4 separate regions of the Sus scrofa genome follow, and all the other regions are linked to region 1. Evidence: chromatin contacts called from public HiChIP or PLAC-seq data. All regions are on one chromosome and are shown on one strand. Each heading gives the region's core, a stretch centred on a gene start, on an enhancer-like site or on the middle of the called end of the contact. The rest is flanking DNA. Distances are from core to core; before and after follow the strand shown. Region 1 holds the start of CALM1 (calmodulin 1). Region 2 overlaps TTC7B (tetratricopeptide repeat protein 7B). Region 3 overlaps TTC7B (tetratricopeptide repeat protein 7B). Region 4 overlaps TTC7B (tetratricopeptide repeat protein 7B).

The links. HiChIP or PLAC-seq counts read pairs in DNA pulled down with a chosen protein or histone mark.
Region 2: a contact with region 1 is called in an H3K27ac HiChIP or PLAC-seq map of skeletal muscle. The contact joins the enhancer-like site here to the promoter of CALM1 in region 1. A contact is called at or near these places in 1 of 5 promoter capture datasets (liver), 6 of 47 Hi-C or Micro-C datasets (embryonic fibroblasts, liver, omental adipose tissue and 1 more) and 2 of 2 datasets of contacts at active chromatin or transcription factors (alveolar macrophages and skeletal muscle).
Region 3: an H3K27ac HiChIP or PLAC-seq map of skeletal muscle shows a contact between it and region 1. The contact joins the enhancer-like site here to the promoter of CALM1 in region 1. A contact is called at or near these places in 1 of 5 promoter capture datasets (skeletal muscle), 10 of 47 Hi-C or Micro-C datasets (alveolar macrophages, brain, embryonic fibroblasts and 7 more) and 2 of 2 datasets of contacts at active chromatin or transcription factors (alveolar macrophages and skeletal muscle).
Region 4: a contact with region 1 is called in an H3K27ac HiChIP or PLAC-seq map of skeletal muscle, with 3 times the contacts expected there. The contact joins the enhancer-like site here to the promoter of CALM1 in region 1. A contact is called at or near these places in 1 of 5 promoter capture datasets (fetal skeletal muscle), 6 of 47 Hi-C or Micro-C datasets (brain, embryonic fibroblasts, fetal skeletal muscle and 2 more) and 2 of 2 datasets of contacts at active chromatin or transcription factors (alveolar macrophages and skeletal muscle).

Annotation. Positions count from the first base shown.
Region 1 is chr7:112,157,998-112,163,181 of Sscrofa11.1, reverse strand. It overlaps CALM1 (calmodulin 1), which reads right to left and starts at 2,359. Exons shown (of 6, transcript NM_001244210.1): 1 at 2,165-2,359. The coding sequence starts at 2,167.
Region 2 is chr7:112,391,781-112,396,964 of Sscrofa11.1, reverse strand. It overlaps TTC7B (tetratricopeptide repeat protein 7B), which reads left to right. Exons shown (of 20, transcript XM_021099609.1): 9 at 2,265-2,402. Among named protein-coding and RNA genes, the nearest start is that of TTC7B, 120 kb to the left of the region's middle. Within about 2 kb of position 2,269, at least 8 of the 83 cell types and tissues checked have an H3K27ac peak or open chromatin away from gene starts, as enhancers often do. A contact at or near this core is called in liver, omental adipose tissue and skeletal muscle, where this site is marked.
Region 3 is chr7:112,367,732-112,372,915 of Sscrofa11.1, reverse strand. It overlaps TTC7B (tetratricopeptide repeat protein 7B), which reads left to right. Exons shown (of 20, transcript XM_021099609.1): 12 at 1-22; 13 at 2,072-2,129. Among named protein-coding and RNA genes, the nearest start is that of TTC7B, 150 kb to the left of the region's middle. Within about 2 kb of position 3,190, at least 20 of the 83 cell types and tissues checked have an H3K27ac peak or open chromatin away from gene starts, as enhancers often do. A contact at or near this core is called in alveolar macrophages, fetal skeletal muscle, retroperitoneal adipose tissue and 1 more, where this site is marked.
Region 4 is chr7:112,308,116-112,313,299 of Sscrofa11.1, reverse strand. The region is part of intron 18 of TTC7B (tetratricopeptide repeat protein 7B); the gene reads left to right. Among named protein-coding and RNA genes, the nearest start is that of CALM1, 150 kb to the right of the region's middle. Within about 2 kb of position 2,564, at least 1 of the 83 cell types and tissues checked has an H3K27ac peak or open chromatin away from gene starts, as enhancers often do. A contact at or near this core is called in skeletal muscle, where this site is marked.

The DNA.
Region 1 (5,184 bases), core at 1,110-3,609:
TTCGTTTAAACTAGGCAGTTATTTGTTTAAAAGCCTCAAATTATCCCAAGATTCAGAAGCCAGGGAAAAACAGAATGGTCCTACAACCAAGCTGTTACAAAACTGCAAAAATGAAGTACAAAGAAAACTATATTTAAGGAGTCCATACCCTCTCTTTTCTAGAAAAGAACTTTTAACTTTGCTAGAAGATATTTACTCTACCCACTTAGACGACATAAAAGCTGCTTACAGTAAACATACTTTACTAGAGGTGGTAATGGCCACGAAGGTAATTCTCACTTGTATTATTTGGTCTCTGACACACTGAACATGTGCCTCCAGCCAGGGGAATTCCAGATCTCAAAGAGAGCTAATACGTATTTTAATTTTAATGAAGGATGCCTAATGAAGCCAGTTCCAAAACAAGTCCGAAGAGAAAGCTGACAGCATTAACTTTATCCTAATTCCTAAATAAAAACTTTCACAATAGGAATGATGTTCCAATATATCGATGGGGGGGCATTCATTTTTTCAAATTAGAACTGAATCTTCCTTCTTTTCTATCCCAATCACAGCAAGTTGGTTTTCTTTATACTCATGAAGGAGACATGATGATTTATGTAATGCCAGGGCAATGTCTGTCTTGTACAACAGGAAGCGCTGCCACACCTCGCAAGAGGAGCTGTCACTTCACCGGGGAGACAGTCTCATCTCGCCGCAAAATTCTCCTATCAGCGTGGTTACCGAGAACATCCGTCTTCCTCAACAAAGAAATACACCCTCATCATCAAATGGCGTTGACTTGGGGGCAAAGGTACGCCTGAACCTGCCCCGGAGCCTCTCCTCACCCCGCCAAACCAGAAAACACTGCGGGTGATGTCAGCCCTGCTGGCCCAGGGAGGAAGGGGGCTGTGGAAAACACACCCAGCAAGGCGTACAGGCGCATCTGGCAATCTAGAGGCCGCAGAAAAAGCGGAAACGTGGACGGCATCTCCCCTCAGACTGGGAAGCGCGGCGGGGTGGGGGAACGCCGGGCGAGGGGCCAGGCAGGGAAGCACAGCCCCCGATACTGGCGGGTTCAAGGGGTCCAGGCGGCCCGCGGGGTGGGAGGGGCGCCGCCCCTCCCAGGCCAGGGAGACCCCTACCTCCACCCCAACTCCCGGGCTGCGCGGCGGGTGGGGGCCAAGTCTGCCCCGCGCCTCCCACCCCCTTCTGCTCCCCCAGGCGGCGAAGCCGCCGCGCCGCCACCTCCTCCCGGAGCAGAAACTTTGCGTCTCTACTGGAAACCGAGACGCGCGCCAGCTTCTTCCTCCCCCGCCGCCCCCCACCCGCCCCAATTAGCGCGAGCCGAGCGCCTCCCGCGGGAAGGGACCTCCTGGTGTACCGAGGCCCACGCACATCTTTACTGCCGCACTGGGTGGGGGGCTGCAGGAGTGCGAAACAGGGAGACACGAGACCCGGCCACAAGGCAGGGCCCCGCCCGGGTGCAGGGCGGCAGGCCCGCCGCTTCCGCCCTCTCCGCCCCCCACCCCGCGCCTTCCTGCCCCCACCCCACCCTTCCCCGACTCCTTCCTTCCCAACCCACGCCCGCGCCGCGCCCCCCGGGAGGGAGGAGGAAAGCGCGCGGGGAGAGGGCGCCGGGAAGGGACCGCGATGGGGGTGGGGGGGGCAAGGCTGACGGCGCTCCCCACGCCCGGGCTGGAGCAGCGTGCGCCACCGGCTCGCTCCGACCCATTCATTCTCCGCAGCCCGCCCGACCGGCCGCCTCAGTGCCTGGGTCTAGTGCCGGGCCCCGCCCGGCTCCCCCGCCCCCCGGGGCCCCGACCCAGGCAGAACGCTGCGGGCAGCCTCGGGTGCGGCGCGCTGGATGCACAGATGCGGGGCTGGGGGAGGGGGTGGATGCAGAAGGCTCCGGAGCAGCCGGGGCTAGAGCCCCTGCCCAGGGACAGCCCACGGCCAAGTCCAGCTCCAAAGAGAGATCAAAATTTAAATGAAGATCCCCGGTCGAGGAAACCAAGATGCAAATTCGAATGCATCCTAAACCGCAGCTGCTGCGTAACACCCGGAAAAGAAAAAGAAAAAAAAAAAAAAACACCAAAAAAAGAAAAAACAGACTGAACTAAAAATCGGGGAAGAAATGATGGGCTGGCAGCCGCTACGCCGGTGTTTGCCACTCCCGACCTACCATGGTGTGAACGAAGGGAGGAAGAGCAGAGAGCGCGAAGGTGGCTGCACCAGCGCAGGGGCTGTGACCGCAGGGGTGCCTCCGCTACCGCCGCTACTGCTGCTGCTAGGTGTGCGCTGAGCGCTATGCCGCCTGCGCCGCCGCCGCCGCCTGCGCCGCCGCCCAACTACGAGTAACGGCGCCGCGTCCGCGAGGCTGTCACCACCGCTGCCGAAGAGCGAGTCTGTGCCTCGCGGTATATATAGGGCGTTCGGTATCCCTCCGCCGCGGCCTCGGACGCCTGGCTCAGAGCTGCGCTGTGAGGGCCGGACCTTGCCTGCTTGGCCCCGCCCCCTGGCGCGCCAGGCCTCCCGCGGCCTCCCGCCGCTCCCTGCGCGCCGGCTACTGCGGGGTTGGGGCTCGCGGCTGGGACCCGCGACCTGGAAGCGGAGGGTTACGAGAGAGGCGTGGTGGTCGCAGGACCGGTGCTGGGCAGAGTCCCCGCAGATGCCTACCAAGGCGGGGCGAGGCCAGAACATCTGCATAGCCTCCACTTGGGGCGGCCCTGGGCTTCAGAAGCCAACCGCCCCTCACCCCAGCCCCACCACTCCTGTGGGACCCCAACCTCATATCTCCTACGGCTCCGCTGGGGCATTGGGGTTCCCCTGGCCCCTTGCCCCGGGGTCTTCCGCTGGCTGCCTCTGCTGGGGAGCTGCGGACGGTCCTAGAGTTAGGGTAGGGGGCGGCCGCGGGGAGCTAGGGACACAGGCATTGACCGCACACCTTGAGGAGAGGGGTCTGGAAGGGATAAGCGGTTTTCCTCATACTTTGAAGTAATGTCAGACTAATGTATAGTCAATTGCTAAATCTATGTCGTGCTCATATGCTTAGCCAGTCATTTTAATGTTTTTACGTTTCCACTGAGTTTGGGGGGGGTGTTTTTTGTTTTCGTGTGCCTGAATAATCTTCCTCCCCTACTGTTTTTTTCCTATGGAAAGTACTATTCATCCTGACTCCAGTCTTACTGAAATGAATGTTCTTGTGCATCTTCTATAGACTTTAAAACCCATGCTTTGAATTTGGGGGGGTAATTTTCCTGGTCCTGAGAGAGATCCGATCTTTGTTCATAAATCCATAGAAATAAAGATAGAAAAAAATTGGTATTTGGAATCCCCTAGACCACAGCTGGAACACACAGCTAATTGACTCCACTATGGAGCTAGACAATATTCTAACGTACAATCTTAATTATATTCCTTTTCAAGTATTTTAGTCTTTAAGTATACTAATGCTTTAAATTTTCTGTAAACTAGAAAAAGGACAATATCAGTTATAAATCTGAGACCCTGAACTTTGTAAAAAATTTGACAAAATGCTGCAGTTTCTTTTCTTGCCAAGGCAGAGCACAGAATTTGATCTTTTGTTTACAGGGCCTGGGCAACCGTTGCAAGTTATCATTTGCTTAATCTTTCAGAGGATGTGGCAAAGTTTGGGATTGAGAAGCTCCACCACTAGGAAGGGCTTGGCTTGGTTATATTTGTTCCTGGCTTTGACAAAACCTGCAGAAAGATGTTTTAAAATAATGGAAAATGTTCAGGCACATTGCAGATGCCCCAGGACTCTTGGGATAATCTCAGACAAGTATCTGTGGAACTGTTCTTACTGATCGATGTTCCTTCTGGAATGCTGAAAGAGTGATCTTGCTATATGATTTAAAGAGAAGCTGCAGCAGCAAGCCAGGGGATGGTGCTGGCCATCCCTCTGCAGATGAGAAAGACATCCTTCACTTCATACATCTGCTCATCACCATCATCTTTATTATTATTATTATTATTATTATTATTATTTTGTCTTTTTAGACAAAACACCCACGGTATATGGAAGCTCCCATATACACGGTAAATGTACCATGTGAAGGATTTGTCCATTGCACGAAGCACATTCTTCTACATAGATGATCATTGGGCTTCTCTTAAAAGTTTCTTTAATAAACTTCCTAATTTAGGGGTTGAATAGGAGCTACAGTTACAAGCCTACACCACAGCCACAGCAATGCCAGATCCAAGCTGAGTCTGTGACCTACACCATAGCTCACAGCAACACCGGATCCTTAACCCACTGAGCAAGGCCAGGGATTGACCTGGAGACCTCATGGATAGTAGCTGGTTTCGTTACTGCTGAGCCATGATGGGAACTCCCACTATTATCATCCTGTGTACAAAGGGGGAATGAAGTGTATTAATGGGAGAATTGGAAATAGAAAAATAGGGGGAAAGGGACTAATACAATCAATTTAAAGAACATTCAATAATACAGTGAGTTATAGTCTACATGGCCAAACACACTAAGGGAGTTTGTATTCTTTTGCCAGGCTTTTAGATAGTTAAATATATTTTAAAACTTTGTGTAAGTAGGTGGAAATAATGGCCTAAAAATAAAGTGATTAATTATTAAGGACTTGTTAACTTCTGATAATCTTCCATTCCTTATAATGAAGTTGCTACAATCTATGGTTTTGAAAACCAGGCATTCTCTAGTTTCTTCCTCTTTCTTTTAACCTATTTCACCCAAATAAAACACTTTGAAACTTTTTCATGACTTGACTTGCTAAAAACTGTATTTCAAAATTGTTTTACTTATTATTATATAGTCCATTACTGTGATTCTTCATATTTTACCTGCTAGAGTTCTCCTTTGGTAATTCTTTAATGCATCAAAGCACATCACAGCTTTCAAGTGTACTGGATTTGTAATGAGGTCATGCTTTACTCAGTTTTATGGCTACTTTGACACTGAAACATAAGGCTAAGTGACTTGCCCAAAATCTTGCTGTGAGTCAATGATGGAACATAGAGTGTGAGTCCTTGCTCAGGGGACTCTCTAATATTAGATTATTTATTAGTGAAATTAATATCTGAATTTTTTTTTTTGTGTGTGTGTGTTTTTGCCATTTCTTGGGCCGCTTCTGCTTCATATGGAGGTTCCCAGGCTAGGGGTCGAATCGGAGTTGTAGCTGCCAGCCTATGCTGGCCTACGCCAGA
Region 2 (5,184 bases), core at 1,020-3,519, 230 kb before region 1:
GGCACAGTAAATGTGAAGGGCCCTGTGCCAACCAAAGTGGTTAAGTTCTCCCGGTAAATCATTCCTCAGTGACGTAGGCGGAAGTCTAAGTTAAGTTGCTCTTGGAAGCCTTTTTTCATCTCCCTTGACTCCTTGATTTTTTTTTTTTTTTTTTTCAGTTTTTGGACAGAAAATAGATGTGCTCCATTTCAATCCAAATTGAGAATTGCCGTGGGTTTTTTTGGGGGGTATCTGAGAAAACTGTATTCTTCATTGGTTCCGATTTTAACTCAGAAGCACACATTGGTGGGTAGTCTCTCCGCCGCCGACAAGCACTCATTTGGATTTGAATGGTGTACTCACCTCGGATCAAATGAGATCCCCCAGGAGAAAGGGGTTCTCGGAACTGTGTTTGCACGGCTACCACTGAGACAGTCTTCTGGGGTACTTATTATTTGTGGACCTGTTTGAGGTTCTATATTGTACCTTTTTCATCAAAAGACAGGGATAGATTTTCTCCTAAGAGAAGGAAATGAAAAAAGAAAAAGAAGAAAAGAATGCATTTGGCATAATTTGAAAATCTCTCTTAAGTAGGGTTTGGTTTTGTTCCCTTCTCTCCCGGGCATTGGTCTCAATGTGAAACATTTAGCGCAGCTAAATAAATGAGACCACTTGTAGCAGGCGTTATTTCCCTCAGAGCTTCTTTTGTTGGCTCAAAAGGCCCTCCTAACAAGAAAACCAAGAATGAAATCTTCAAAAGCAAGCTCGTTTCCCTAAGAGATGACTCACTTTGCAGGAAGTCGCCTGTCTTATATATTCTTATTTGTCTTTGACATTTAAGAGGAAGGAGTTTTAAAATGAGTAAGTACTGATGGGAGGCTGCAAGTCAATGCCTTGGACTCACACACCAAAGAAAGCTTGCGCCTCATTAGCGAGGGAGAAGGTGTGTGTGTGGCCTTTCCGACTGTCACATGGGAAAGTGAACATCAGCCTGTCTGGACCAGTGACCCGGGTACCTCATGCGCCACTTTCATGGAGAAACCCGAGGGGCCCTTTCTGGGCCTCTAAGGCCCAGAGGTCTGGAGACTTCTGTTAATTAGCAGGGGAAAGAAGACAAGCAAAATCCATCTTTTTGAATATTGAGCTCCCTACTGGGGAGAGAAGGAGAATGAGCTACGGCTAGAGTCTAGTACATATGCTATGTCTGGAGAAGTCGGTAGAGAAATTTCAAAAGTCATGAAAAGAGGGAGTTCCCATCGTGGTTCAGTGGTAATGAACCAAACTAGTATCCATGAGGACTCGGATTCAATCCCTGGCCTCGCTCAGTGGGTTAAGGATCCAGTGTTGCCATGAGCTGGGGTGTAGGTCACAGACATGGCTCGGATCTTGTGTTGCTGTGGCTGTGGTGTAGGCCAGCAGGTGCAACTCCTATTCCACCCCTAGCCTGGGGCGGGGGGGGACTTCCATATGCTGCAGGTATGGCCTTAAAAAGCAAAAAAAAAAAAAAAAAAAAAAAAAAGAAAGAAAACTTATTGCTATGAAGAGCAGGTGGTCTCTACTCTAGGTAGACAAGATAGTAGTCCTGTGTTATCTCTGCGCTAAGCAGTGGGGGGCGGGGAGGTGAAATAGGCCTGCCTTGGTGTTCTCTAGAGTCCTTTGTGGGAACATCTTTTAAAACAAAAATCTGCTTCTTGCTTTCTCTTACACCTCTGTGTTGTGCTTCCGTAAACGAGACTGAGTCAGACTTTGTAGTCTGTTCCAGCGAAGCCATCACACAGGGATTTGAATGTGGCTCTGGCGAGACAGAAGTAAGGTATATGGAGGTAGCACTGATGGAACTTGATGGGACCATTCATTGACGGGAAGTGTGGGCCTGGGGACGCTGTCCTGCTCTTTAATATAGAGCAGAGGCGGGATGTACACATGAGAGGCAGCAGGGCCTCCTTGATGGACGATTTTGCTGCCCCAGAGCGCGGCTGTGTCTGCAGCATGACTGACTGTAAACCTGAGCCCAAGAGAAACCGCGCTGCTTTGCATCAGCTCTTAGCCTGCCACCAGGGACAAGTACCCTCCAGGCTGGCCGTGTCTGGATAACGCCAGGTACCATGTGCTGTGGTGCTCTGGGGACTTGGAGCAAACAACCCCTTACTCATTCATGCCCGTGGCTCCAGACCCTCGGGCGGGCCCTCAGGGGCAAGAGGGCCCAGGTGGCTTCCCTACACAAAGTGGTAGCTGTGTGCACAGGCCGGCTCACCATCTGCTTCTCTCTTCCGTGTTGTTTTCAGGCCAACCGGGACGCTGTGCTGAGCCGGATACCTGAGCACAAGAGCGATCGCCTCATCAGTTTACAGAGTGCATCTGTGGTCTATGATTTACTGACCATTGCTCTTGGAAGAAGAGGCCAGTATGAGATGCTGTCAGAGGTACAGCCCTTGAGTCGGATCGACTTCCAGGCAGTGGGTGGTGGTGGTGGTGTAAACGCTGGAAAGAGATGGGGGACCTGGCCTTGCCCTCAACCCCTGTCACCCGCAGCCTTGAGCCGTCATTCAGCTTTAGTTTCCTTCTCTGCAGAATGGGAATTGGGCTCAATGATGAGGTGGTGGAATTCACCAATGGTCACGTCCTACCAATGGTCCGTGAACCCTCTGGGGGTGAGTCTGTGTGAGAGAAGGCAAGCATTTCTCAAGCCGTGTGATCTCCACCATAATGCAAATCTTCCATCTGTGATACTTATTTCCTTGTCAAACAGACCTCATTTTATTGAAAGGAGCAATGCGTAACTCCTGGTGCAGTGGCGACGTCAGGTGCCGTGAATACTGGATGAGCTAGTACCATCTTCCCGTAGTCTTGCTTGCTCAGAAGAGACCCCAGCCAGGCCCTGCCATCTCCTTCCCTCAGCTACTAAGAAAGCCTGACTGTTTTACAGTTTCAGAAGGCTGTGGTCGTGCAGTATTGAGTTGCTGCCCAGAATACCAAAGCCACCCTGGTAGAGGCTAAACCAGTAACAAGATCATTTTATCTTTTCCTTAGTGGAGTAAAAAGAGGGAAGGAAAGAAAAACAAGTCCTTTTTGTCAAAATGAACTTTTCCGTGTTATTTATCTTTCTTTTTCTAAATTTACACACATTGCAACAGCCTCTGGGCATGAGGACAGGGAATGAAATACAGTAACAGATTGGCTGAAATCAGATAAGCGCCCGGCTCACCCTGTTGCCTGCCGGTGTGTCGCCACATTAGGCAGGAGCCTGGGAGAACAGATGAGCCTGAGTGGCATGGATCTTTTTTTAGTCTTTGGTTTGGTGACTCTACAGGGCAGTGGTTACTCAGTCTTCCAAAAAATCCCCTCACAATCTGGCTGGATAAAACAACAAGTCCAGATGTTCGGGTCACACATGCCGCGCCCCCCTGGGACTCTCCCAGGCTGGGGATTGGCCCCCGATGCTTCCCCGCCCCAGCGGCTTTGATGTCCTGGGATCCTCTGCTCCCTGCAGGCTTAGTTCCTGTCCAGGAGCCCATCTGTAGGGAAAGTACCACCCAGCCCACAGTTGGGTTCTTTTAAGTAAACTTTCCCTCCCAGACAAACCACTTAACAGCTCTGAGAGTCCAAGGCTAAGTACGGTTTGCATGTGTACTTTCTTCCCATCGCGTATGGATAGAACCTGCCCCTGGCCTGAAACTTGCCTGTGTCCAAAACAGGTGTGAGGAGCCTGGGGTGGCTGACGTGGTGGACAGGCTGCCCACAGGCTTCCGGTCATGCCGGGGGAGACTCTAGGGGGACGGCTGTCATCCTAGCGGCATTCCCCTGCAAGCTGGCGGCTCCCTGGCAGGCGCCTCCGCCCATCACGGAATCCTAGAACCTTGTTTTCGGCCAGATGACTTTCACCTTGACATCACATGTAGCTTCATCTCGTGCTGACGACCTGACACCAGCGTCACTGGGCAGTCGGGTTGGTTGCTGCAGGCTTTGCATTTCAGAATTTCACTGCACTTATCACTTTGTCAGTGGTGGGAACAGTGCCGGGGGTTGCCTTGGAGGTGCTGGGGTAGAATGTGGGAGAAAGGGCAGTTTATCACTGTATAAACCTGGGAGCCTTCTGAATTTTGTGCCATATCTGTATTTTATTTATTAAATATATGAATCAATGGAGTTCCCATTGTGCCTCAGCAGAAAGGAACCTAGCTATATCCATGAGGATGCAGGTTCAATCCCTTGCCTTGCTCACTGGGTTAAGGATCTGGTGTTGCCATGAGCTGTGGTGTAGCTCGCAGACGCAACTCAGATCCTGCATGGCTGTGGCTGTGGTGTAGGCCAGCAGATGCAGCTCTGATTCAGCCCCGAGCCTGGGAACTTCCAAATGACACAGGCGCGGCCCTCCCCCCAAAAAACGAATCAATGGGTCAAAAATATATGAAATGGGTGACATTCATTTTTTTAACACGTAGGTCTGCAGTCCCAGGTTCTGTAGCAGGGGCTGTGAGAAGGCAGGGATGCAGCCGTGAGCCAGGCTCGGTCCCTGCCCATGGGAGGCTCCCAGTTCAGGGGGAGGCAGCCAGGCAGCAGGTGGTCACCGTCTGGGGTGGCTGACGCTAGGGGGCTCCACTAGCTCTGCAGGGTCTGCATCTGCTAATGAAGGATTTGAATCCTTGGCCTTAGCCTTTCTTGCTGCTTCTCCTTAGTTTTGCCGATGGAGCAAACATTTGGTGGCCAAATTGTCTCAGATCTAGGGCTGTGTGGGAGGAAGGAAAAAGTGCACAGTGGTGTTTCAGGGGCCAGTCCGCCTTTGGAGGTGGGGGCGTGGTCCACCCTTGGCTGAGCTGGGTCCTCCACCCCCACCCCGCCTTGGTCTCAGGCCACATCTTACCTATAAGCGTCCTGCTTCCTCATTTGCTGGGACTTTCTTTTTCTCTTCTCATCTGTCCTTCCATTTTTCTGAGGATACGAGGTTAAAAGTCTAACTGGATTTTTTTTTAAATTAAGGTAAGTTTATATAACATAAACTTAAGCATTTTAAAATGTACCGTTCAGAGGCATTTAGTACATTCACGCTATTGTGCAACCATCACCTCTGTCTAATTCCAAAACATTTTCATGACGCTCGAAGGAAGCCCCATCCCCATGCCTCCCTCCTGCCAGTCCCTCTCAGCCACCAACCTGTTTTCTGACTCTGTGGATTTACCTGTCTTGAGTATTTCCTATAAATTAGTA
Region 3 (5,184 bases), core at 1,941-4,440, 210 kb before region 1:
TACAGTCTGCAGGCCACTGATGGTGAGCAAAGTCCCTGCCCAGGGGAGCAGCAGGACTGGCACCACCCCCTCTGTCCCAGGAGGGTGCATGGCTGGGTCATTCTCTATGCCGTCCTGGGGTGCCCCACAGCCACTGTCCTCTTTGCTGGGACAGGTCAGAGCGGGGGAGAGAAGAGACGGAGGCCCTGTGCCCGGCTCCCAGGCCCTCCTCACAGGTGCCCAGCTGGCAGGTGCAGAATCTGCCAGGAGGTGAGAGGTGAGCAGGCCCGAGAGACAACTCACCCCACCCAGCCTGCACCTGACTCCGCCCCAGCGCTTGGCCGGAGCTGCCCCGTGCGAAGGGACGTTGGGGCTCAGGCGTAGGGATTCTTGAAGCATTCAGGGCCAGCCTCCTCCAGAAAGTGTCCCCTGCTTTATCAGTGCCTGTCCCTTCTCTGTGTGCACATTTTAATTCACAGATATGTGTCCATGCCATATAACAGTTCACAGCACACACAGTGACATGATGCATTTTGGATATGCTTACCGTTTTGGTGGATGGGCTTCTGGCTCAAAACAAATCTTAATTGTGTTTTCTCTACTTAATGAAGTTTTCAATTATATGTTTGCAGAAAGGGTAAATTGATACATTGTTTTTCTCAACTCTTTCTATTATTCCTTGAACATTTCGTTTTTAAATGTAACACGAATACAACCCCCCCAAAAAAATCTCAAAAATGAGTGTCTAACTCAATGAATTAATATAAAGGGAATTAGTTATTCTTGTGATCACCGCCCTGCTCCGGAGACAGAACCCTGCCGGCCACCTGGGATTCTTCATGCGCCCCTCCCAATCCAGGCACATGGAAATTAAGAGAAACTTTCTTAGGAGAAAACACTACCCTGACTGTTATAGCACTCCTTTTCTTTTTCTTTCTTTATCATTTTGCTATAGCCTATTTTCCATCTTACCCTAAATCATTCTTTCCTCTGCCCTAAAACATCAAAGACCCTGGCGTAGTTTAGACTATCAGTTGATTTTCCATAGTGGATTTTTTGCTACTTTTTCACGTATACATGACACCCTGGCCATACCCAGAACGTGTTTTTAACTCTACAGTAGACTTTCAGTGAAGTGTAAATTTAATGCTATATATTAACCCACATGAATTCTTCGTTTGGACCTTCCCCTAATGAGCCCTGTCACTTTGAGCGAGTTGCATGACCCTGTTGGGTCTCGCCTGTATTCATGGTTCACTTGGGTCACCTCCCCGGGTCCCTCTGGCTCACGCACCATGGCTCTAAGTCAGCCGTGGCTCACAGCTCCATCAGCTCTCTGGGCAGCCTGCCACATCCTCAGCGTGACGTCAGGATGGGCTCTGCTCTATTGGACTGGGTCAGTAAGGGTCATCTCCATTGCAGCCATCAACAGGTCCCTCTAGGACGTTTTCTGTGGTCCCAGTAAAAAGGACGTTTTTAGTCCCTCCAAGACTCTCAGCTGCCATTTCTCATGTGCTGCAGACAGGGGGCGTGTTGAGCTGATTTTCCAGTATCAGTGCCGGGTTTGCCTGGTCTGTCCCTTGTGTTCACATCAAGGTTTTAGAGGTCTTGGCCATTTCCACTGCCAATCAAAGTGGCCTTTCATGGCATCAGGCTGGTGTCGTTGGTTCTCAGTGCCAGAAGGAACTCTGAAGGCCGTCTAATCCACACCATTGGTGCTGGAATCTGTTCTATTCCATTCTGGCAGAGCCATTCTTTACCCATGAATTACATGCCTACACTTGAGAATGTTTTCCCCTCTGAGGTTCTCAGCTGGTCTTTGGAAGATGGGCCCCTATTCCTGGGGGTACCAGCCAACTCACACGCTTCCCTTGGCCTGGTTCCACAGTTATGCCCAACAGGTGCAAGGGCCTCTGGCCACCCTGGCCTTCGTTTCCCATCCTTTACAGCTCCTGGGACAGGACTGGGCACACAGGCACCCAGAATTTGTTGCTTGTAATCCAGTTGGATGTACAGTTTTGGGGGTGAGTTGTGTATTTGTCAAAAACTCCCTGATCTCCCATGCCACTGACTAATTGAACCCTTTTCTTAGCTTCTTTGCGAGGGATGCAGGAGGTCCTACAGAGAAAGGCGCTTCTTGCATTTCAGAGGTGAGTGGGAGTTCATCTTTTCACTCGGCTGTACATAATGACACCAAAGTATGAGAAGTATAAAAAGAAGAGATATTTATAAAGATTATGTAAACAGTGTTTTACCCCTGGGAGCCTTTCCTCTTGAGCACTGAGCATACCATGTAAAACTTGCTGCATCACTTGTTGCCATGTAAATCTGCTCTCTGAATCTGTTTATTCATCCAGGCACATTTTATTCATCCCTAATACAGCGATCGCAGCTCGAAGACAGATAGTCTTTTATGTCTAGGGAGACGATTCCCTTTTATCACAAACATTTTTCATCATCTGGAAAAAGGATCATTCTTTGCTAGCTTTTTTTTTTTTTAACATGTCAAACTGCAGATGTTTATATTAAGAAATGAAAAGGCCAGATTTTAGGACAGTCTCCGAAATAGTATGTAAGACAGATAGTCTGGCCAGCAAGTCCAAGCCTGCTCTCTGTCCCCACCCTGCCTCATTAATACCTTAGACTCCTCTCTGTCACTGCACCTTTTATGAAATTAGGAAATGGCCTTATAATTAGAGGATGCCTGAGTGTCACAGTGCTCTCCACACCCCACACCATAAGGTGGACGGAACGAGTCGTGTGTTCGCTGCAGGTGTGGGGCTGAGACGCAGGGATGAAGAGTCAGTCATGTGGCGATTGAGGTCGGGATGGAGTCAAGGTCTCCTGACTCTGCCCAGCCTTTCTGGTACCTGCCCCCCCCGACCCTGCCCTCCCTTTATGCTCATCGCAGGCATAAGCGGTCACCAACACGAATCATTGCCTGAAAGCACAGCCCTGCAATGTCCAGTCTCGGATTGGTATTGATCCTGTCACCCTAAATACGTCTGAGTTACATTGAATTCTTGGAATCATACTAGAAACTTAGTTACTGATCCAAAAATGTCACGAGGTCCCCTCAGGACCTAGTAGCCACTGTTAGATTTCTATCTCAGAATGAGGGCTGCCTGCAGATTTGTCACAGCGTCTGTGGGCCTTTTCTCACGAAACCACGATCGTTTGGTTTCGGTTAGCCTGAGCCACTTTCGTCTCTTTTTCTTTCACTTCCCAGCAGGCTTGCCGATGGCTCCGTCACGTTGCCAGTCCCAGACTGGTTAGTGACAGAAAGTACCAACTGACATCTGCAAACAGATCTCCTTTCTCTGTGCTCAGTTTTTGTTGATGCTCTCCATCACGGAGTGTGGAAAGCATTTCCATTTCAAATGATTTGGAGTTTTAAATTTTCCAGTCCTAGTTTGTAAAACCCACACACGGATGCCTAAGAAAGTGGTCATTACATCTGTTTCACTTTTCTTAAATCAGCACATCTTACTGGCTCTCTAAAAACAGCCAGAGTGGTGGTCTGCCTTGAGCCGCAGAATGCATAACTTCCCCTTACATAACAGCTGTTCCATTGGCCTGAATTTCTTTTCGTTTCTCTTTTGCTTTGTTTTTCATTCAAAGGGATTTTTAAAAAATATTAGTTCGTGTGGAATAAAGGGTAATGAAATCCTACTGACCTATGTGATTATATTGGGGAAGGCTCACTAAATTATTATTTATACAAAATGAAGTATATTTTTCAAAGGAATAAAAACATTTGTTTCAAGTACACTTTAGCTAGAACTACCCTGTGCCCTGTAGACCTCACAAAAAAATCTGTCAGGGAAAGATTTTAAGTGAACAGGAATGATTTCTATTGCTTCTTAAATGTAAATGGATATGTAAAACTCACTTGGACCAGACATACTTTTTTTTTTTCCTACGTATTTTAAATCTTCTCACAATTCTGTTAATACTCTTGTTTGGCAATTTTTGTTTAAAAAGAAAACAGTGTAACTCACATAGGGGTGGAACTGCAGATGTAGCGTGTGAAACTTAACTCTTAATTATGACTGGAGTCAGAATTCGGAAAGGTTTGCTCTCTCCTGGATTCAGAAAGGTGATTTTTGAAGACATTCCAGTTGTATGATTGCATCTTAATAATGAGACTCTTGGCTGTTCTACACTCATAAGCTCAGCCCAAGAGGCTGAGCCCATTGGTTTGTCCTGTACAGAAGTATAGAGAAGAAAAACATAGTATTGTGTGCAAAGCTTTCTAAGATTCTGGCTTGATCTGAGTGGTGGCTCCTGGGGTCTCTGACACCCTACAGAGAAAAGCAAGGCTGGAAACAGGCGAGCATGTCTCGGTGACTTGCCCCCAAAATGCAGGAATCTGGCTGCTCCATGAAGGAGAGGTGGCATAGTGTCACTGGGGTTTGTTGCTCAGTGTGGTAGAGGGGACACAATCTTACACTCTTAGTTATTTTCCTCTCCCACTCCCAGCTCAAGTTCAAGTTTGAATGTGGTTGCGTTTTTTGGGTCTGCAGTGACCGGCCATCCCAGTGTGTTGGGAACTGAGCAATTTCCCAGAATATGGGACTTTCAAGGCAAAACCCAGAAAAACACTGGGCAAACCAGGACAGTGGGTCATCCTATGTGTAACTAATGGGAAGTTCCTGAGTAATAGTTTTCAGCAGGTTTGCTCGAATCCCACGTCCACTGTAAACAGGACTGAGGATGACGTCAAGGAAAATTAATTAAATAAGGCAGCAGAGGGATATGGTGGAGAGACCAGGCCTCAGATTTTCACTTCTGGCTTCACCTCTTTTGCTGGATGTTCTCGAACAAGATGCTTACTAGAAGCTGCTTCATGAATTGTGGTTGTTAGTGTTACAATATTCATGTCTTGTGGGCCAGGTTCAAAACTGATCAGCTTTCTCCGTACTTTCTTCATCTCTAGAGGATGTTGGAGTCTAGGAAAAGGATGAAGTGGACCTTAAGGCATTCTAAGTTTTTGCCAAGTGGTCTGGGAGGCCTGTCCCATGCTCTCCAACAGCAGCCTGGCATGCCTCTCTCAGGGTACTGCCCCCACTGCGCTGTAATGATCACTTTGGGTCTCCCCTCTCCATAGCATTGTGGGAAGCTGCTCAAGGAAAGGTACCTGTATGATTCATCTCCAGGCTCCCTAAAGGCTGGCACAGGGCCTGGCATCACAGTAGGTGCTGC
Region 4 (5,184 bases), core at 1,315-3,814, 150 kb before region 1:
CTCCATGAGGGAACAGCCACAGGCCCCGCAGGAGACAGACCCAGCAAGGCCAGCGATGCCAACCACTCAGTGCCTGTGCACTGGGATCTGCCCCCTGAGGCCCCTGCCCTCTGTCCTCCTTCTCCTTCCCGGACACTTCTGACCCCGGTCTTCAGGGTCCTCTCAGGACACCTGGTGGCCAAGCAGGTTGTGTGTGCTTTGTTGCTTGGTTTGTTTAGATCTCTGTGACAATTTTATTAAAAAAATTTTTTTTTTTTTTTTTTTTTTTGCTATGTTAGGGCCGCACCTTCAGCTCCCAGGCTAGGGGTTGAATCAGAGTTACAGCTGCTGGCCTACCCCACAGCCACAGCCACGCCAGATCTGAGCCACATCTGTGACCTACACCACAGCTCATGGCAACGCCGGATCCTTAACCCACTGAGCAAGGCCAGGGATTGAACCTGCATCCTCATGGATCCTAGTCGGGTTCGTTTTCTGCTGAGCCACGAAGGGAACTCCTATTTAAAGTATTTTTGAGTGAATAATATGTGCAGGTGGTACACAACTGAAAAGGCACACAAGATGTGGAGAGGCTTTCTGCTCTCCCTGGGCATCAGTCGCACTCCCCACGAGTGACCACTGTTTCCCCCTGGACGTGTCGGCACATCTGAGGGTAAAGCCATTGTGTGAATTTACCATAATTCAACCAGTAGCCCATTGAGTAACATTAGGTTATTTCTAGTGTTTTGCTGTTACAAACAATGAGTCAATAAGTAGCCTCTATAGATGGTTCTGCATCTGTAAGTAGACTCCTAAAACTGGAAGTGATGGACCAAAGAGTGGAGACACTTTCATTTTAAGAAATGTCACATTGCCTTCCACCGAATCGTGCCACTTTGCATTCTGGTCAACGAGATGTGAATTCCCGATTTCTCACATCCTTTATAACGCAGTGAATCATCAACTTCTAGATCTTCACCAATCTGATAGGTAGAAACGGTATTTCAGGTCTCTGCTCATGGCCTCTGCCCATGTATCTGCTTAGATATTGGGCTTTTCTTTGATTTGTAAGCATTTATCACGTGTCAAGAAATTTGCCTTGTGTCATATGTGCTAGAACTATTTGCCCCCATTTTAATTTTGTTTGTGTTGTGGGGGGTTGTTGTGGTTATTTATTGTTATTCTATTTTTTTTTTTTTGCCAAGCAATTTTTATTTTTACATTTATCAGTCCTCTCTTCATAGCAGCTGGGCATCCCCTGATATTTAGACAGCAACTACACACTTTTGTGGTCTCTTTTCCTAAAAGTTCCATGTATCTCCCAGTGCCATTTGTATAAGCACCGTCTTATAAAGAAAGTCGGAAGAGTTGTTTTACTCCATTTGGCAGAAGGGAAATCGGACTAGACCGAAGCCAGCACCTCTTCCATCTCATTGGGGCAGGGGTCGGGAGAGTTGAAGCCAAGCATCTTATGTTTGTTGCACTTGACACCAAGCTCCCTAGGAAACATCTACCCCCTTCTTGAGCATGCGCACCTTATCGCTGGCCACTGCAGAGTCACACTTCCCAGTCAGTCAGACTGGAACCAGAGTCTTCCCCAGGCCAAGTGGCTTCTTAGTGCCCATCCTTCAATCTCCACTTTGGGATGGCAGCTAAAAATGACTTTGCAGTAGGTGGATAATTTCTGCTTGTTACTTACTAATAATTATAGCTTTCACTTTGGCACCTCTCACAGTTGAAACCAGCGGCTATTCTTAGATGTGCAAGATCAGATTTTCTGATTTCTGCTGGGAATGTAAAGCTGTGATCCACACATGCATTCCTTGGCCCTGGCTCGACCCGGCCAGTTCACCTCCCCCCGCCACCAGGCTTCTCCCAGCCCCTGGGAAGCTGGGTTGAAGCGTAATCCTGTAGCATGGCCACCATGACGAGATGAAGACAGCTCCTGGACAGGTGGCGTGAGGGTCACTGCACAGGGAGTGCCTGCGGGAGGGAACACGCAGTACCCAGGGGGCAGGCCCGCCCTGACGCAGTGCCAATCTCCATGGGTCAGTCCCGCCAGATCTGCCCCTTCTACGGCCCCAGGGGTTTGGATTCCTGTCTACAGTGTGCAGGAAGCTAACGTTTACCAGGCACTGTGCATGTGTCAGACGTTATTCCAAGGACTTTCTTTGTTTTAACTTGGTTCATCCTTGTAATAGGCACCCAAGGCCGAAATACTCTTCATCACCCCCATTTTACCAACAAAGAGACTAAGACAATAGCTCTCAAGTCACCTGGGGTTACATGGTTAATCAGTGGAGAAGCGAGAATTCAAACCCAGTCAGTGTGGCCCCAGAACCCCAGCCCCTGCCCAGGGCAGGCACTGAGCCCCATGCGCACAGAATCTGTGCACATCGGCGTTTGTGCTGCCTTCGGGGCGAGGCTCTGGAGTGCCCTGGTCAGAAGACAGACACAGGCTCAGCCTTCATGGAGTTTGAGATGAGAAACGGAACAATTGCAGAAGCACTTGATTCCCCCCGCGCCAAGAGCCGAGTGCCCTGGCTGGGGGGGTAGTGCGGGCTCTGCCAGCACTGGGAATAGAGATCTTCCCCAGCCGAGGCCAGCCGAGACCTGAGCACTGGCAGGTGCAGGACGCCTGCGGGCAGGCCTGCAGACCGCGTGAGCTCTGAGCGTTAGAGGCCACAGGGCCTGAAGCCAAAATAGGAAGACTTGCATGGCCAAGGTGAGGTGGGAAGAGCCAGCCCTGGTGACCAGGTCAAGATCTCTTCCTAAACACACTGAAAAGCTGTGGAAGGATGTCCAGCAGGGGGTGAAAGGCCCAGAGGGAGGTTTCTAAGATCCCACCCGCTGAGTGTGGGGCGCGGAGTGGGAGGCAGCACAGTGGAAAGGGTGGGTCAGGACCACGGGTCTGCGTGACCAAGGGGAACAGCTGGTCTGAAGTGGCATCAAGAGGCTGGAGAGAAGGGAAACCTGAGATGCATTTTCCAGGTAGAACTGATGGGACCTGCTGATAGATTAGACGTGGGGGTGAAGGCAAAGGAGCCCTGTGTTGGGGCTGGAGTCGGCGGGTGACTGATGATTCCACGTTCTGCCATGGGGCGGGGGAAATGGATGGGCAGGGCTCAGGGAGCAAGAGAAACCAGAGTCCTGTTCGAACCCTATTTGAGCCCTTTTTTTTTTTAATTTGAGTGTGTCGGGTGCCTGGGGACATGCAAGTGAAGGTGTCAGGTCGGTGGCTGGATATTCAAGTCTACACTTGAGATTTCGGCTCGAAACATAAGTTGGGAGTAGGAGTTAAAGCCCAGGGCTGTGATGAGAAGGCCTAGGAAGAGACTATTGACGGAGGAGAGAAAGGGCCAGGACCCAAACCTGAGCCCCCAACATTTAAAATTTAGGGAGGAGAGGAAAAGCCAAAGGATCAGGAAGGAAGTGGGCAGCAAGGCAGGAGGAAACCAGGGCCAAGGGGGTTTACAAAGGAGCCTGCCCGGTGCGATGATCGAGGACTCGGACCCGTGGAGGTCCTGGTCCTACATGGTCTAGCAGTGGTACCTACTCCCTCGAGCCCTAGTCTTCTTCTCTGCAAAACAGTGACAGTTGTGACAGTCCCACAGGACAATGCTCAGAGAGGGTTAAGCAGGTAGCATCTACTGTCTATTAAAAGAAAGGTCTTCGGAGTTCCAGTCCTGGCTCAGCGGTAATGATCTCGACTAGGATCCATGAGGATGCGGGTTCCATCCTTGGCCTCACTCCATGGGTTAAGGATCCAGCGTTGCCGTGAGCTGTGGTGTAGGTCACAGATGTGACTTGGATCTGGCGTGGCTGTGGCTGTGGCATAAGCCAGCAGCTGCAGCTCCAATCTGACCCCTAGCCTGGGAACCTCCATATGCTGCAGTGCGGCCCTAAAAAGATAGATGGATGGATAGATAGATAGATAGATACATAGATTGATAGATAGATAAATGATACATGGATGGATAGATGATACATGGATGGATAGATGGATGGATAGATGGATGGATAGATAGATGATATGTAGATGGATGGATAGATGATACATACGTAGATGGATGGGTAGATAGATGATACATACGTAGATGGATGGATAGATAGATGATACGTAGATGGATGGATAGATAGATGATACATACGTAGATGGATGGATAGATAGATGATACATATGTAGATGGATGGGTAGATAGATGATACGTAGATGGATGGATAAATAGATGATACATATGTAGATGGATGGATAGATAGATGATACATATGTAGATGGATGGGTAGATAGATGATACGTAGATGGATGGATGGATAGATGATACATATGTAGATGGATGGATAGATGATACATACGTAAATGGATGGGTAGATAGATGATACGTAGATGGATGGATAGATAGATGATACATACGTAGATGGATGGATGGGTAGATAGATGATACGTAGATGGATGGATGGATAGATAGATGATACGTAGATGGATGGATGGATAGATAGATGATACATACGTAGATGGATGGGTAGATAGATGATACGTAGATGGATGGATAGATAGATGATACATATGTAGATGGATGGATGGGTAGATAGATGATACGTAGATGGATGGATGGATAGATAGATGATACGTAGATGGATGGCTAGATGATAGGTAAGATAGAGATCTTTAAGGTGGCTCTGGCAGGTAGCAAGTGCTGCTGGGAGGTTGAATAAGGTGGAGACAAAAGCACTGCTTGCACTTGGCGTCTGGGAGTTGTTGGTGACCTGAGAAGACAGGTTTGGGTGGGAACAGAGCCACACTGGTGTGGGCTGCAGAGTGGGTACAGGTGAGGCCTTGGAGGCAGGGGGTACACAATCCTCCCGAAAGGGCCCCTGGGGAGCAGAATGGGGGTGCCCAGGGGGTGAGGCAGCCGGAGAGGGATGTGGGGTCAAGAGGGGTTCAGATGGCTGGCACAGAAGCATGTTGACAGCACACAGGGACCCTCATCATCCGGAAGAAGAGGGGGGTCCGTGAAGGCAGGAATCCCTCCAGAGGGTGAGAGAGTGGTGGGGTCCAGGGCACAGACCTGAGGTGTCAGCTCTCAGGTGCAGCAGGAGGGGTAGAGAAGACCGGCCAGGAGACAGTGATGGGCTTGCAGGTTGGTGCCTCCAGAGGCTCCAGGTCTGCTCTGCTGGCTTCTGTTTCCTCTTTGAATGATGAGT